Regions from separate parts of the Mus musculus genome. Here region 2 is linked to region 1. Evidence: chromatin contacts called from public Hi-C data. All regions are on one chromosome and are shown on one strand. The core of a region is the stretch at or near the end of the contact, and the rest is flanking DNA. Distances in the headings are between cores, read along the strand shown.

Region 1 (7,653 bases), core at 3,048-5,547:
GAACTCTTTTTGAACTTTTGGCCAATGGTGTCCCATAAACATCACACATTACAAGCTATTGCCAATGAGTGCTCTTGACTATTCTCCTGAACTGGTGGGACCCTGTTGCTTAAGATACTACGTATTTGAGTGACAGAAAATGGAACAGTTGAGTTGGTACTGACCCAGAAGCTTCACCCCCACTAGGTAGGTTTTATTGTACTAGAAGGTGCTCTGCACACAAGCAGAAGAGATAAGTCCTCATCACTTTGATCTGGTTTTGAACCCTGCAGGTTACAATAAGTTATTGTAGGTGCAATAGTGGGACACACGTTTTGGGAGTCACCAGTCACTTTCTGACTGTTCCTAAGGCCTGTCCCATGTGATAAAATCTATACATGACAGTGGAAGCATGGTCAAGAGCTGTGGCTAGATAGGTGAGGCCCCAGGGGAGACCTTAAAACTGTTATTATTAAATGGGCACCATATGAACTATAGAATGAGAACTGATGTCTGGCTGCTACACACCCAGTGCATTTTTCAGTCCTCATCAGAGAAGCTTCAGTGTCACAGCAGAAAGCAGTGAGCACAGAGACCCTCAGCCAGTCACCATGCAGAGCGTCGTAAGAGACCGTGGAGCTCAGCTCTAAATGAGACCCACGGCTCACAGCTCTTCCTTCAAGGCTCAGGGATTTTTGTGGAGATGGAGAAGGAGTGGTGGACAACTTGAGTGAAATGGTGTTTTCTGGACACAACAGGGCAGTTGCTCATCTGATCTCACAGAATGCATGGAGCCTGGGAAGGCTGAACACAGACAAATCCCAAGGTGGAGGGGAGGAGGTGGGCAGAATCTCATCACTGGCTGAGGAGCCTTTGGTGTTTGATAGCTGCCAGGAGAGGAGAAGTTCTCTTTCTTTAATGGCATCATCTCTGGTAGGGTCATTACATGCTCGGGCCCGCCGCCTCCCAAGACTGGGCAACACTAACGCGACTGGATGGGGTGGAGAATGAAGAAGAAAGTCCTAAATTTGGTGGCTAGGGAGGTGAGGGCAGGAGTGAAGATGGGCAAAATACACCATGCTCTGTATGAAAGTCTTGAAGAATTAATAAAATATTATTAAAATAAAAATAAGTTAATTTAAGAAACGACCAGGAAAAGATTTTATTGCTAATGAGTTGGTTTCCTTCCCCGTTTCTGTTTTTAAGCCTGTGAGTTACATGTTTGGGTTTTAGATTTACTTTAGTACCAGTGACAGGGTCCTCAGCCAGCTGTGGCTGTCATCACCCATGGCCCTGTGGGGTTCCTAGTAGCTCTCCTTTGTGCCCTGTGCCATCATGCTTCCCAGATGCTGCTGGTGACAGCATCCTCATTGCTCAGTACACTCAGAGTGGGGATTCGGTTTTATAGGTGAGAAACAAAGTATCTGACTCCTCAGTGGCCTGGTAAACAGGTGGCACTAAGGCCTAGCTCTTATGCCAGGGAGATGGCAGAGTGACCCGGTAATGTGGTGGGATGGAGGCACTTTTCATTTTAAATACTCCCAGTGGCTTTTAATCCTAACACAGGGGAAAGACAGCTCTTCTCTTGTTAGTGGGGCCTCCAGAGCCGGTGTCTGTCTCCTCCTCTTCTACCGTCCCCTCCTGTCTCCTGCTCCTTTAGCACCCTGGCTTTCTTTCTTCTGCTCTGTTTTCTTTTGATCTGCACTGTTCCTGAGACAGGATCTTGAGCATCTTCTGTAGCTGGGGATGATTTTGAACTGCTCATCTTCTTGCCTCTACTTCCCAAGTGCTGGGATCGTAGGCAGTGCTGTGCCAACTGAGCTCCATCCCTATAGTCTCTTTTGTTCTTTCAAGAGCTTTGAAGATCAGTTTGGCTTGTTGTACTTGTAGTTAGGCTGCTTATCTTTCTTTGCTTGCCTGAGCTCTTAGTGTGCGTGTGTGTGCGTGTGCGTGTGTGTGTGTGTGTGTGTGTGTGTGTGTATGTGTGTGTGAGAATGTAGGTGCCTATAGACTCCAGAACAGGGTGCCCTGAAGATGGAGTTATAGGAAGTTGTGGGCCACCTCCACCCAGTGTGGGTTCTGGGAACCAAATTCAGGCCCTCTGAAAGAACAGTAAGTGTTCTTAATTGCTGAACCATCATCCAATTCCAATTTCTATGTTCCTGAGTAACATAGAAAATACCAAGAGAAGAGGGCTGAGGAGATATCCCAGCCAAAGGCCTGAGTTTGAACCCCAGAACTCATGTTATATAAAAAAAAGCCAAGTGTGGTGGAATGCACTTATAACGCCAGCAGCGGGTAAGCAAAGGCAGGTAGATTCCTGGAGTTTGATAGCCAGGCAGCCTAGCTTAGCTGGTGAGTTCAGGCTCATAAGAGACTCTTTCTCAGTCAAAGAAGACTGTGCCTAAAGAACTATATCCAAAGTTGATCTCTGCCCTTCCCTTGCACATGTGCACACATGCACAGGCACCCCCTCCATGTACTTGGACATGTGTACTCGCATGTACTTGGGTCATTTCACAGATAAAAGAATGTGAATGAAACAATTCCACGTTATCTCCCTCTCACATGAAGAGAATGTCTCACGCCAGAAGATGTATGTGGTGTATATTATAATTTACACACGCAGTTCGGTTACTTTCTTTCTTTTGGTGGGAGGGTCTTCTTATGTATCCCAGGCTAGCCTTGAACTCTCAAACATCGGGTCTTAGCCTCCCGAGTGTTGGGATTACAGCTGTGTACCACCACATTTGTTGATTACCTTTTCTTTGCAGGAAAGTCACTACACAGTGTGTTCCCTCAGTATAGGCTCCCAAGTCTGTTTTTATGGCTGACATGTCAAGGAAGGGTTATAAATGAATGTTACTTCATCTCATGATTCCAAGCAGCTGATTTAGTGAATTTTTCCTTTACTTTTATTTTGAAGTCAGTGTTCTAGAAGATACTGTGTGCCCTTGTTCGTTATGTCTTCCTAGTATAACAGTGTGTGGGTCAGTCTCCATCCTGGCTGTGACCCTGTGCTGACTCTGGCTCCCTGGATCATGCTTATTATGGTAGTGACCGTTTGTTTTCCACAGGAGATGCTGGAAGCGTCCCCAGCTTCCCGAGTTGTCATCCACACAGACACATTCTACTTTTCTGCCTGCCAGTGAGGCTTGTCTCCAGGAAAACGCCTTCGTGAACAGAATTCTCTGAACACCTGCTGATTGACAGTGTGGAGAGTTTTTATTTGAAATGACTGCTCACTTGTGTCTTGGAGACTTGTGCCCTTGACCTTTGGATGGGAATCTTCTGTCACTGTTTTAAATGGCAGACAATGGAGAAGAAGTCACTTTGCCCCGATGGTACTCACAAATGCACGCAGGGTAATACAGAGTAGAGAACTGGCTGTGTACATGCCACACACATATTGAAATACAATACATGGGCTTTCGACACTGCTTGTGTAGTATTTGATCCTGTGTGGGAGATGTTGTCAGGTAAATTCAACGTAGAGTTCTGGGCAGTCTGTCCGTCTGTCTTGTGTGTGTGTAAGGTCAGCTGGAAAGTAAATTATTTCCATCCACAGTTCCTGTTGTTTGTCCCATAACATGTAAGTGTCGACACTGGAAAGGGAAGGTGGGTACTTATGCATGCAGCTGATTTAGTGAATTTTTTGGATGAAGAGGACCTTTAACCACTGAGCCATCTCATGGCCTAAGATTGTTTTAATAGCCATTACTTCAGGAGGTTGTGAGAATGTAAGAAGTTAGTCTTTATTATTATTTTTTTATATATACATTTAACACCAAAACGCCTAGTGTGGTGGTGCACACAGGTAATTCCAGAGGCTGAGGGAAGCAATTGTGTAGCTCAAGGCTAGCCTGAGTTACATGGTTTGTTTAGGGACATCTTGGATTATACAGTGAGACTCTGTCTCTAAAAATGAAGACTAATTGCAAACTCCCATCTTCCTGCAAAGCTCCAAAATTTATCTTTGAAAAACTCTTACTGAGTTAAATTTCAGTGTTGTTGCCTTGTGACGTGTCAGCTTTGCTTTTGTGTGGATATGGGCTTTATTCATAAGACTCTTAATCTTTCTTCCTCCTGAGCCATCTCTCCATCCCCTGTAGTGTATTTTAACAGGACACCTTTATTCTCCCTGTCTCTCTGTCTCTGTCTCTCCATCTCTGTCTCGTCTTTCTCCATAACACAGTGCATGTGTGGAGGTCACTGGATGACCCACGGTGTTTCTGTCCTCACTCTCCACCTTGCCTGAGGTCGGGTCTCTTTTGATGGTTACTGCTGCTTAGGCCGGGCTCCCTGGCTTGAGAGCATCTTTGGCCCTCCTCCCTCTGCCTCCTTTTTCCTGTAGCAGCGCTGTGATGACAGATGAAAGAGACTGCACCAGTTCTTACATGGAAGCTGTGGTTTTTCTAGAAAGCACGTAATTCCAACGTTCTCCCACAATCCTTCCCCCAATGGTCTCTCACAGCAATATTCCACGCCGGTGCTAATATCTGTTTCAGTTTGGTTTCTATTGCTCTGATAAAACACTGAGACCAAGAGCAACTTGGTGAGGATAGGGTCTATTTCACCTTACACTCCCACGACATAGTCCATCACTGAAGGAAGTCAAAGAAGGAATTCAACGCAAGAACCTGGAGGCAGGAATTGAAGCAGAGGCTATGGAAAAGTGTTGGTTACTGGCTTGGTCCTCATGACCCTTCTTACCCTTCTTTCTTATTTATACAACTCAGGACCATCTGCCCAGGAATGGCACCACTCAAAACATGCTGGCCCCTCCCACATCAACCATTACACACACACACACACACACACACACACACACACACACACACACACACACACACACACGCACGCACGGCCCAGACTAGCCTACAGGAAATCTGGATGAAGGCATTTCGTCAGTGGAGGCTCCTCTCTGCAGATAACTCTAGCTTATGTTACGCTGACACAAATCCAGCCAGGACAGATAGAGGAGCATCACTCTCTATCTCAGAGTGGTCTGAAGCTGGCTGTAGCCTAGGTTTTAAACTCCTGGCTCATTCCCCTACCTCTGCTTCCTGGTGCTGGAATTAGAGCTGACCTGCATTTAGATGTTAATGAGGCAAGAGGGGAAAAGCTCAGCTCCTAGATTGGACTGCTTGCTGATTCTTTGCTGAGGAGCTATGGGTAAGCTTTCTGTGGCTGTGTGCCCTGAACTCCAGAACTATTGACAAGTCCCTATGAAATACCTTCACAAGGGCACGGCAGCCACGCCCCATCTCAGAGGCCAGTCTTGTGTGTCAGATGGCAGGCTTGTGTGGGTGTTTATAACAGTCTTTCTTGCTGGTACTTTCTCTCTGAGTTCAGAATTGCTCTGTTTGATTATGGACTTTGGGGCAATGCTACACAGCCCTAGAAATGGATACCCAGAGCTTGGTGCGTTAAATTTCTAATGTGTCAAATGCCCCAGAAAATAAAACAAACAATAACGACAAAATGTTAGATGGCTTTGATAGATTATCAGAGGATTAGTCTGCCTATTACTTTGGAATCTGCATTGTAGAGCAGTTGTATATTTTTCTTTAGGAAAATGTTCTTGTATAGCATTTTCCCTCTTCCATTTGCTAATTTCTCTGTTCTCACTGTTTGCCTACATTTTCCTCTCAGATGAAGATCTCCTGGCCCTGGTCTGCATGGCTGTCAGATGTGCTTGGCTTCCCTTCTGCTGATTTTTCCCAATTATAAAGTGACTACACTAGTAGGATAATTGCCTCATAACAGCAGATAACCAACATTTATGTCATGTTTTGTGGCATAGGAAGCTTTTTGGTGTCTTTTTTTCTCCTTTCTAGTTAGGCAGTATCATGAAGTGGGAGTAGAACTCATGGAATAAATCTCAGTTTGTCTGACTGATGTCTGTCTGCCTGTCCATCCATCTATCTATCTGTTAGTCCATCGGTCTGTCCAACCATCCATCCACACACCTGTCCAACTATCCATCCATCCATCCATCCATCCATCCATCCATCCATCCATCCACCCATCTGTCTAGCTGTGGGATTCATTTGTGGAATGATTTTGACTTAAAGGCTTTAGTCCGACTAATCCAACAGTGGCCAGCTGTGAATGGAAACTCCAAGAATCAAGTAGCTGCTCAGTCCCACACGGCTGGGTGTCTCAGCTGCTCTGCTGGAATCCTGAAGAAGTAGGTTCCACCAATGAAGGAATGGCTATGGTAGCAAGTTGAGGGCAAGCAGGAAGAGGGCACAACTTGCTTCTTCTGAGTCCTTGTATAGGCTTCTCACAGAAGGTATGGCCCAGATTAAAGGTGTGCCTTCCTCCCTCAAAGGTCTGGACTACAAGTGGGTTTACCCACTTCAGACCGAGCAGATGAGCCCTCCACAGGTGAGCCCTCCATTTCAGGATTGTAGTTAATTCCAGATACAGTTAAGCTGTCAACCAAGAATAGCCATCACACATTATTTCCAGAAAATGTGGAACCCAAGGCCTCTTGGGTGCCCTATCAAGGTGCAGAGCTGGCGGGTTCGTGATCTCTATTACAAGTTCCATGCATCCCTCACCTCCACTCCGTATGTAAGGCTGAGGTTCCTTAACTGAATTCACATTTTGTTCAGATCAAATAGAACTGGTCACAATATTTGGTGTTTGATTTAATAAATCAAAGACCATTATAGATATTATATGTATATATACTATCCATATATCTATATGAGTATCTACTATTGAGTGTAACTATGTTAGAGAACATGTTTATTTAAAGGAAAATCATTTGAAGACACCTCTAATGTATTGATCAAGAGAATGTTTTCTTTAGTTAAAGGGTTGTTCTTTTTCCCCTCCCTTCCTCTCTCCCCCCCTTACCCTCCTCTGCTCTCACTCTGTAGCCCACACTGGCTTCAACCTCACAGTGCTTCTGCCCCACCCTCACTGCACCTGAGGTTAGTTTAGGGAATCTGGATAGGTGTTGGCTCAGGTTTGTTTTTCTTTTATTTTGTTCCTTTATTATTTTACATGTATGGGTGTTTTACTGTATACATGTCTGTGTACCTGCTGCAACCCTTTCTTCCTTCCTTCCTTCCTTCCTTCCTTCCTTCCTTCCTTCCTTCCTTCTTCCCTCCCTCCCTCCCTCCCTCCCTCCCTCCCTCCCTCCCTCCCTCCCTCCCTCCCTCCTTCCTTTTTTCTTTTGTTTTCTTTTGTAGGAGTGAGACTAGCAGGGCTTTAATAGGATCCACTTCCTTTGAAGGAAGTCTGGGTGATTTTATAGATTAAGTATTATTCAGAGAGTCTCATTAGGTAAAGTGAGAGAAAGAGATATGAAATTGAGACCGAAAATCAAGCACCTGGAGTGTGAGCATCAATCTTGACTTCATTTTAATGAAATAACGTCATGTGTTTTGAAATATGGCAGGAGAGATAAAAAGAGAAACAGATTGAAATCCAACTCCGAAAATTCCAGGCTGTATATACTTGGGAAAATGGCTTGTGATTCGTTTTTTAAAACAGTGAAATGGAAATACTAATGAATAACTTGAAGTGGCCGATAGAAGCAGTTATTACCTATGTTTGTGGATTGCATACCAGGCATGTCTGTTAGTCTGTCTCTGTGACAAACACATGAGGAAAGGTTTAGTGGGGGAGAAAGTGTTAAAGGAATTTTAAAATTAG
Region 2 (7,653 bases), core at 3,635-6,134, 80 kb before region 1:
ATCTAAACTGCTGAGCCATCTTTGCAGCAAATAACAATTCATGCTACCTTTTTCGTTAAAAAAGTTAAGCTTTATAGGTTAAATTACATAAGCATAGAATATGATGATTTTTGGAGTCTGGTCAGTAGAATTTGGTTCCTCTCCTCCCTCGCCCTTAAGCTGCGGAGATGCTGCCATTCAGGTGCTTATCTCAAAAGTGGGTAACACTAGCGTGAGCCCAGTGCTCAGAGTGACTTAAAGCACATCTGAGTTGTTGTCATGGCAGTGCTTCAGTTATCTGAAACAGTAGTCAGCCAAAACGTGAAGAATCCTTCAGAAGGTGACTGATTGGAAACACCTTTTCTCTCAGCATCCGATATCAAGATGGATCGCCCGGAATTTCTATGATGGCCCTGAAAAGAACTACGAGAAAACCCTGGCTATCCTCCAGATTGAATCTGAAAAGGCTGAGTTACGGTAGGAGAGTGGGCGGGAAGAATAGCGCAGCTTCAGAAGTTGGATGTCTGTGTGAAGCTTGAGAGGGCTCTTCTGGGAGAAGGGCGACTCTGTTGCTGACTGGGGGATGATAGCTCATACTGAGAGGAATGCCCTCCCCCTCCCTCTTAGTCTCTGTCTCTCTCCCCTTTTTAAATGGTTATAGTGTATGTCTCTGTGTATGTGTCTGCCTGGATGTAGGCCCATGGAGGCCAAAAGGGCATCCGATGTCCTGAAGCTAGAGTTGCAGGCCTGTGAGCCACCAGACATGAATACAGCAAGTACGCTTAACTGCTGAACCATCTCTCCCGCCCTGGAAAGAAATTCCTAAAGAAGCTACTCTGCATACAGCAGCCCACTCCACAACCTGCCTGTTTCTTTCCATCCCACATCACTAGAGACTGCCCTGTATAACAGCCAGAAGCCATATGTGCCCCTGTGTACCTGTTTCTAGAGAGAATGTCATTAGCATTAAGTCAGGTGGGTGCAGATACAGCCCTCTTCCGGACCTTGCTTAGCCCTGTGCCTTCAGTTAATGCTCTTCCCGAGAAGAGCATGCCTTGACTACTGTGTTTCTCTCAGTCCGCGGTGTGCTCATTAGTTTTGGTTTGGTTGGTTGGTTTTTTGGTGTGTATCTGTGTGCAGATGTGTGTGTGTGTATACATGTACAGGCGTGTGCCTATGGAAGGCAGAGAATAATCTCAGGCATTGCTCCTCAGGCTCTATCCACCTGTTTTGTGTTTTAAATTTTGAGACGGGGTCTCTCACTGACCTGGAGCTTGTGGAGGAAGTAGGCTTGCCACTGGCTGGCAGGCTCCAGGATCCGTCTCCACCTCCGCAGCACTGGGAAGGGATGATTTGACATGGGCTTGGGGACAGAACTGTCCTTGCAAGGCCAGCTCTTCACTGACTGCGCCATTTCCTCAGCCTTGGGTTTTGGGCTTTGGCTGTGCCTTGTTTGTTGTTGTTGCTATTGTTGTTTTTATTGATTGATTGATTGATTGCTGTAAGAACTTTCTGCGTGAGTACTTTTACTTACACCATTTCTACCTCCTTTCCTCTCCCGACTCCAGTTCCTCCCTGTCCCCCTACTCTCTCTTAGATTTATGAACTCTTTCTCTTTAATTATGATAGTTACACATTTTGTGTAGTTATATTTAAAAGAGGGAAAAAGTGTTTAGTCCTTTCTGAAAAGTTGAATAGATATTCTCTAAGTCACAGTTACAAAGGTATCTAATCTCATAAGTAAGGTTAGAGAGCTGGCTAATGCTTGGGAAGTGAATTATGTAGTTGTACATTTCTGGTCATAAAAAGCTTAATACATGTACTTTGGAAGGCCAGGGTTTCATGGAGAAGGCTTGGCCTTGGCTGTGGAGTTGTGAAGGGATCTCTGTACCATGCAGATCACCCAGAGTATGATGTCAGCTGCGTGAGGCTCTGGGTTGATGGGGCTTTTGGCTCTGATTTTTCTCTTCTGTTTTTAACAATGGAATATCTAATGTAGGCCATTCAGTGTGGTGCTAGTGAGGGGACTCCACTTGCTGTGGAGAAATTCCCTCTTCCCTCTTCAAACAATGATAGCAGCAGTATAGGCAGATGGCAGCATATCACCTCCCAGCATGGGACCCTCGCATGGGCTCATTAGTGGGTGTTCTGTAGCCAACTGTATTAACATCAGAAAGGTGGATGACAGAGCAAGCTTGTCACAAAGCCATGGAGCAGGGCCTGTGGAGACAATTGTTCAATGTAAGTGATGATAAAATTCACCAGCCCCAAGTTGGCTTGTATGTATAGCAGATGTCTGCTTCCATGTGCCTGTTTATGCCAGACTATCATGCATACAGTGACTACCTCTGTTGTTGGGATCGTGGGACTGTTTTCCCCTTCATTAACTTTTTTGGTGTATGGAATAAAGGCTTTCCTGATGGCATCTTCATAAAGATGTACGTTGCTCATCCTTACCTCCTTTACCTTCTCTTCCCTTCTCCCCTGCCTGCTGATCTCTTCCTGTCCTCTTCCCTCCTCCTGGTCCCTTTCTGCCCCCAGTAGTTCCCCATCTGTTTTGTGTCCTGTGTATACCTGTATACATCAGTATGGATTCCACATAGCAGAGGACATGATGCCCTCCAGCTTCATGCAGTTGTCTGCATATGACTGAATGGTGTGCCATTGTGTAAATGTGCCACATTTTCTTTATTATTCATCTGTTGATGGACAGCTAGAGTGCTTCCATATCTTGGGTATTATGCACAAGAACATGGATACTCAGCTATGTGTCTAATGAGCCAACTTAGACCCCTGAGCAGTGCGGCTATGGAGTGGTGAAGGCCTCTGTCCTATGGTGGTTCTGCTTTGTTATTTTGAAGAAGCTCTGCTGACTGCTGTAGTGGCTGCATCTGCTCACGTGTCCGTATCCTCACAGTTACTATTCCCTTTGTTACAGGTTAAAGGAGCAGGAAGTTCGAAGGCTGATGCGTGCCCGAGGTGATGGACCCTGGTATCAATTTCCAACCCCTGAAAAGGAGTTCATTGATCATTCTCCAAAGGCAACTCCTGACAACTGATGATTCATTTGTCTGTCCAAGAACAGTGTGTCCCTCTAGTGGGAAGAAATGAATAAATACTCTGTATTTTTGCTCTGATGTACACAAGATTCTGTGGCTGGTTCTTCATGAGGTTCAGGTGATGTGTTCTCTGTGGGCCTTTCAGCTTCATCTGTTGGGATTTACAGGGTAGTAATGAAACCTGGAGGTCTGGGAAGTTGTGAATTCCTAAAGTGACACTGTTGATAAGCTGCTGATGCCGTTGTCTGGCAGGTGGAAGGTGCAGCGGTCCTGTGAATATTCAGGAACTGTAGTCATCTGTCATTGCAGATGGGGCTTATTTGGGACTACTTGGAATTTTAAGTTCAAAAGAAATACTGAACCAACCATATAAAATTATCAGGACCAGAATAAATAAAGCCTTAGAGTTTACCTGTAGCATCTTGCTTTACTTTTGGGGTACGTGCCATTCGTTTTTAGTGTACAGACACAAACTCTTGAGACACAGTAACTGAGCTCCCGTAGAGCTCTGTTCTGGAAACACTGAAGGTGCCTCCTTCCTAAGCCTGGCCGCATCCTTCTGGCTGCGTCCTTCTGGCTGCGTCCTTCCTGGTGCTGGTGTTGAACCCGGGCCTTCAGTAGGCTAAGTACACACTCACCTCAGAGCCACAGCTGCACTCTCTAGCTGTGTTTCACTTTTAGATCCTTCTAGAATGCTGACGGAGGGCTGAGGATTTGGAAAAGCGGCAGAGTGCTGGCACACATGAAGCCCCGGGCTTGGTCTCCAGTACTGCGTGACGTGTGAGTTAAAGCTACCTCATGCCTGTCATTTGTCAAGCTCTTACTGTCTGCTGAACATGGCTCCAAAAACATGGGCTCTTTCACAACCTTTCCAACAGCGCCATTTCCTGTCAAGTTCTTTCTCTCCTTTCAGGTGAGGATTAGAGACTTCAGATGTGTTCAATGTTCACAGAAACAGTTTTCATTTCCAGTGTCTGTTATCTTTCAACTCAGGCCAGCCTTTCTTTGCATCTGCTCTTCATTCTTCATGACAGTGTAATGAACTCAGATTGTGTGGTTTCCAGCTGGTGGTTTTCTGTGGGGCATGTGGACCATGCTGTGAGAGGAATGGGCATGAGACTGCCAGGGTACAGCAAGTCCAAACCCTGGAAATCTCAGAACTTGAGTCTGACAGGAATAAAACTAGCTCCTTCCCTGTTTCTGTGCCTGCCTTGGAGTGTGTAACCTTGAAACCCCCAACCAGGTGCCACAAGTAGTCAGTCGCATAGCATAGCACCTGTTATTCCTCCTCAGACAAATAGAGCATCACCAGCGCCTTAGTATCGGCCAATAGGATCCCCCCAAATCCCAAGGTTCATAGCCCTGTCCACATGGAATAAAGCACACAAGCTATTTCACCAAGGGTCTTTTGAGACTGGCTATTTTTACTGAGCTGTAACATTTGGGGGAGGGCTGTCTCCCCCTGATGTACTCGTTGGACTTTTGGTCCCATCTGCCTGGCAGAGGCTCGACATCTCCATCACTGGCATCTTCGCCACAGCAGCTGCTGGGCCCAGGACCTGGGGATCCTCCCCACGGGCTGCTGGAACCCCTTTACTCTTTACTCCTTTTCTAAGAGCTGTAACACTTCTAGCATCCTGCCCAGTCTGGAGTTCTGTGGACCCCCATTCCGCTTTACCCCCTCTCAACTTGGCGACTCTGCTGCCCTAGAAAGAAGAGGTTGACCGCAGACCCCACCCATTCCAGACTTCACCTTTCTGACCGGTGTATCAGCAGCATCTAGACACTGCGAGAGGAGAAGCAGAGCCTGGAACCAGTTTTCTACATAATTGTCCTTGGCCCAATAGGAAGGTGTCTGCTGCTGCCTAAAGGAACAAAAGAAATAAAAGGCCACAGGGCCACTTGTCAGGCTGCCTGCTCCCGACCTCCACCAAAGTCTTCTGGAGTGGTGGAAGCTCCTTGTTTTCCCAGAAAGGGATGGCCACACCCCACTACCCCAAAGATTTGTCCTGAGGCTTTCCTATGCAGTCCCACAATTCTGCCTACAGATTGAGAGAAGGACATAAGGTCTCTGGGCCCTGCTTATGCAAACCATTTTGTAGGAGAACTAGGAAAGAGGGAACAGGCCATGAACATGTTGGATCTGTAGATATCATTCACTTTTGTGCATTGTGCTCTCTCTTTTTTTCTCTCATTCTGACCATAGTTTCCCTTCCCTCTGCTGCCCTCAGCTCACCACCACCCAGCTCAGTTGTAGGTTTCCCTTTGCCATTCTACTAATCTGAGGGATATATCATTCCTTATGTCCTACTAATATACAGAAAGCTTGGCACAGAAAGAAAAATCCTGTTAGAAATAGTTGTTAAGTCTAATGTGTAACAGATAGGAACTAACCATATCTTTACAACCATGCTTACACACACACACACACACACACACACACACACACACACACACATACACACATTATCCTCACTTAATAGGCTTTGGAAAGTTGAATAAGTCATATTAAGTTACATCTGATGAAAGGTATGTCTTTTGGAGTGGAGTTAAGTTATTCTTTTTGGGTTTGGGGATGGGGTGGGGAAGTGGGAAGTACTGGAGACCAAACCCATATGTGCCAGCACTCTGCTGCTTTTCCAAATCCTCAGCCCTCTGTCAGCATTCTAGAAGGATCTAAAAGTAAAACACAGCTGTGGCTCTGAGGTGAGTGTATACTTAGCCTACTGAAGGCCCCGGGTTCAAACATCAGCACCAGGAAGGACACAGCCAGGCTTAGGAAGGAGGCACCTTGTTTGCACTTGGGACATGCCTGTTTTGAAGGGCTCTCTCCTTTGGATGTACAAACGTTGCACAGCGAGGTAGGTCTTGTTATTTCATAACTAAACACTGGCATGTATCTGTAGTGGGCTGGATGGAGTGTCTGTAATCCCAGTACTGACTGAGAGGCAGAGCCAAGAGGATCCTGGTGGCACACAGGCCAGCTAGTCTAGCTTCTAGTCAGTGATCAAGTTCCAGGTTCAGTGATAGACTTTGAAAAACTAGTATATAGTAAGGCCTTACATCCAATTGTCAGCTCTGCAAAAATAGAAAATTTGTGATAGATTAGACAGACAGACAGACAGATAGACAGAGAGAGATCAAACTCAGGCTTACTTATGAGCACTCCCGGGTTTGTGGTAGAAGAAAACAAACTGCAAATTGACTTATGACCTCCATATGTATGCTGTGACTTGTACCTACACACACACACACACACACACACAGAGAGAGAGAGAGAGAGAGAGAGAGAGAGAGAGAGAGAGAGAGGGAGAGAGAGAGAGAGAGAATTAGAGGGAATAAGAGAGAGAGACTTTAAAATTAGACATATGTCAAGAACAGCACACAGTCTATTTTTAGTTCATTAATAATTGTCATGCAGGTTCCTTCTCAGGACACAAAACAGCATAATAAACAGTTCCCAGGAACTGACATGGCGCACTTAAATAGACAACTCTCTGACAAAGCCAGACTCCAGTGACATTTCATCAGCAAGGTGGAAGAATGTTTTCGTGCCTCTTGGCTGGCTTGCCAAACACGTTACCAGGGCTCAGGTCTGGACTGGCTGTGTTTGGGTTCTCCACCTCTTATCCAAAGGGTTGATTTAAGGGCACACACAGGGTTTCTAAATCAGCAAGGTGGCAGATGAAGTCAGATACACTGTTGAGACTGAAGCCTGCTAGATCATTCATTGTGGTTATTTTTTATGGTGCTCAGAGACAGAGGACTTGAATGACTCAGGTATAGTTTGGTTGGTTCTTTATTTTGATTGACAGACTTGGACATATACTGAACATGATCAATGTTCATGTTCCTTCCCCTGATGCATCCGATTTTAGTCTTATGCATATCAAATTATGCATAAGCATAAATGGGGGGATTCTCCCTAAAAGCTCAATTAGAGGACAATGTGCCTATTGTAAAGCACCCAAGACCAGTTCAATCTAGATCAACCCTCCTATCCTCTTAGATGAATGTATTGGGAATACACTCGAATAGACACTGTTTGGTGGTTGCTAAAGGAAGGTGAAACTTACCCATTGTTTATCATACTCATATTAAGTAGGTATGTGCAGCTTGATACAGATGGGGGTTCTGGGTTTCTAACAGGTGGCTAGGTGCATTGTTCAGAGAAGAGTGGATATACATGAGTGAGGGTCTTAGGTTTCCAAATGCATTGTTAGAAGAGGGCCCATAAGATATCAAACCAAGGGGCTGGAGAGATGGCTCAGAGATTAGGAGCACTGACTGCTCTTCCAGAGGTCCTGAGTTCAATTCCCAGCAACCATAGTGGCTCACACCATTTGTAATGGGATTCGATGCCCTCTTAAAAAAAAACAAAAAACAAAAAACAAAAAAAAAACCAACAACCAAGTAGAGTCCTAGGTTGCTCTGCTATTCCCTATGCTTGCCTGCTTCACTGAGCTGAACACCCTCTTCCTCTCTTTTACTTTCCTTTTGCCATAAGGGGAACAACTGCTTCCAGCAGATAACTCCGTGATTATACTGTTTTGCCACAGGGCCAAAAGCAACAGGACATGGGACTCTGTGCTCACAGACATGGACCAATGGGCAT

What was found. A called contact is a pair of places that touch in the nucleus more often than the background predicts.
Region 2: a Hi-C map of embryonic stem cells shows a contact between it and region 1, with 1.7 times the contacts expected there. The contact joins two enhancer-like sites. A contact is called at or near these places in 1 of 39 promoter capture datasets (embryonic stem cells), 9 of 484 Hi-C or Micro-C datasets (embryonic stem cells, nephron progenitors, neural progenitor cells and 2 more), 4 of 115 datasets of contacts at active chromatin or transcription factors (differentiating embryonic stem cells and embryonic stem cells) and 2 of 9 other capture datasets (adipose tissue and pancreatic islet).

The regions. Positions count from the first base shown.
Region 1 is chr3:32,828,919-32,836,571 of GRCm38.p6, forward strand. All of the region lies in intron 1 of Usp13 (ubiquitin specific peptidase 13 (isopeptidase T-3)), which reads left to right. Among named protein-coding and RNA genes, the nearest start is that of Usp13, 15 kb to the left of the region's middle. Within about 2 kb of position 4,298, at least 10 of the 459 cell types and tissues checked have an H3K27ac peak or open chromatin away from gene starts, as enhancers often do. A contact at or near this core is called in embryonic stem cells, where this site is marked.
Region 2 is chr3:32,748,112-32,755,764 of GRCm38.p6, forward strand. Ndufb5 (NADH:ubiquinone oxidoreductase subunit B5) reads left to right here. Exons shown (of 6, transcript NM_025316.2): 5 at 350-456; 6 at 2,918-3,448. The coding sequence ends at 3,038. Among named protein-coding and RNA genes, the nearest start is that of Ndufb5, 15 kb to the left of the region's middle. Within about 2 kb of position 4,885, at least 3 of the 459 cell types and tissues checked have an H3K27ac peak or open chromatin away from gene starts, as enhancers often do. A contact at or near this core is called in embryonic stem cells, where this site is marked.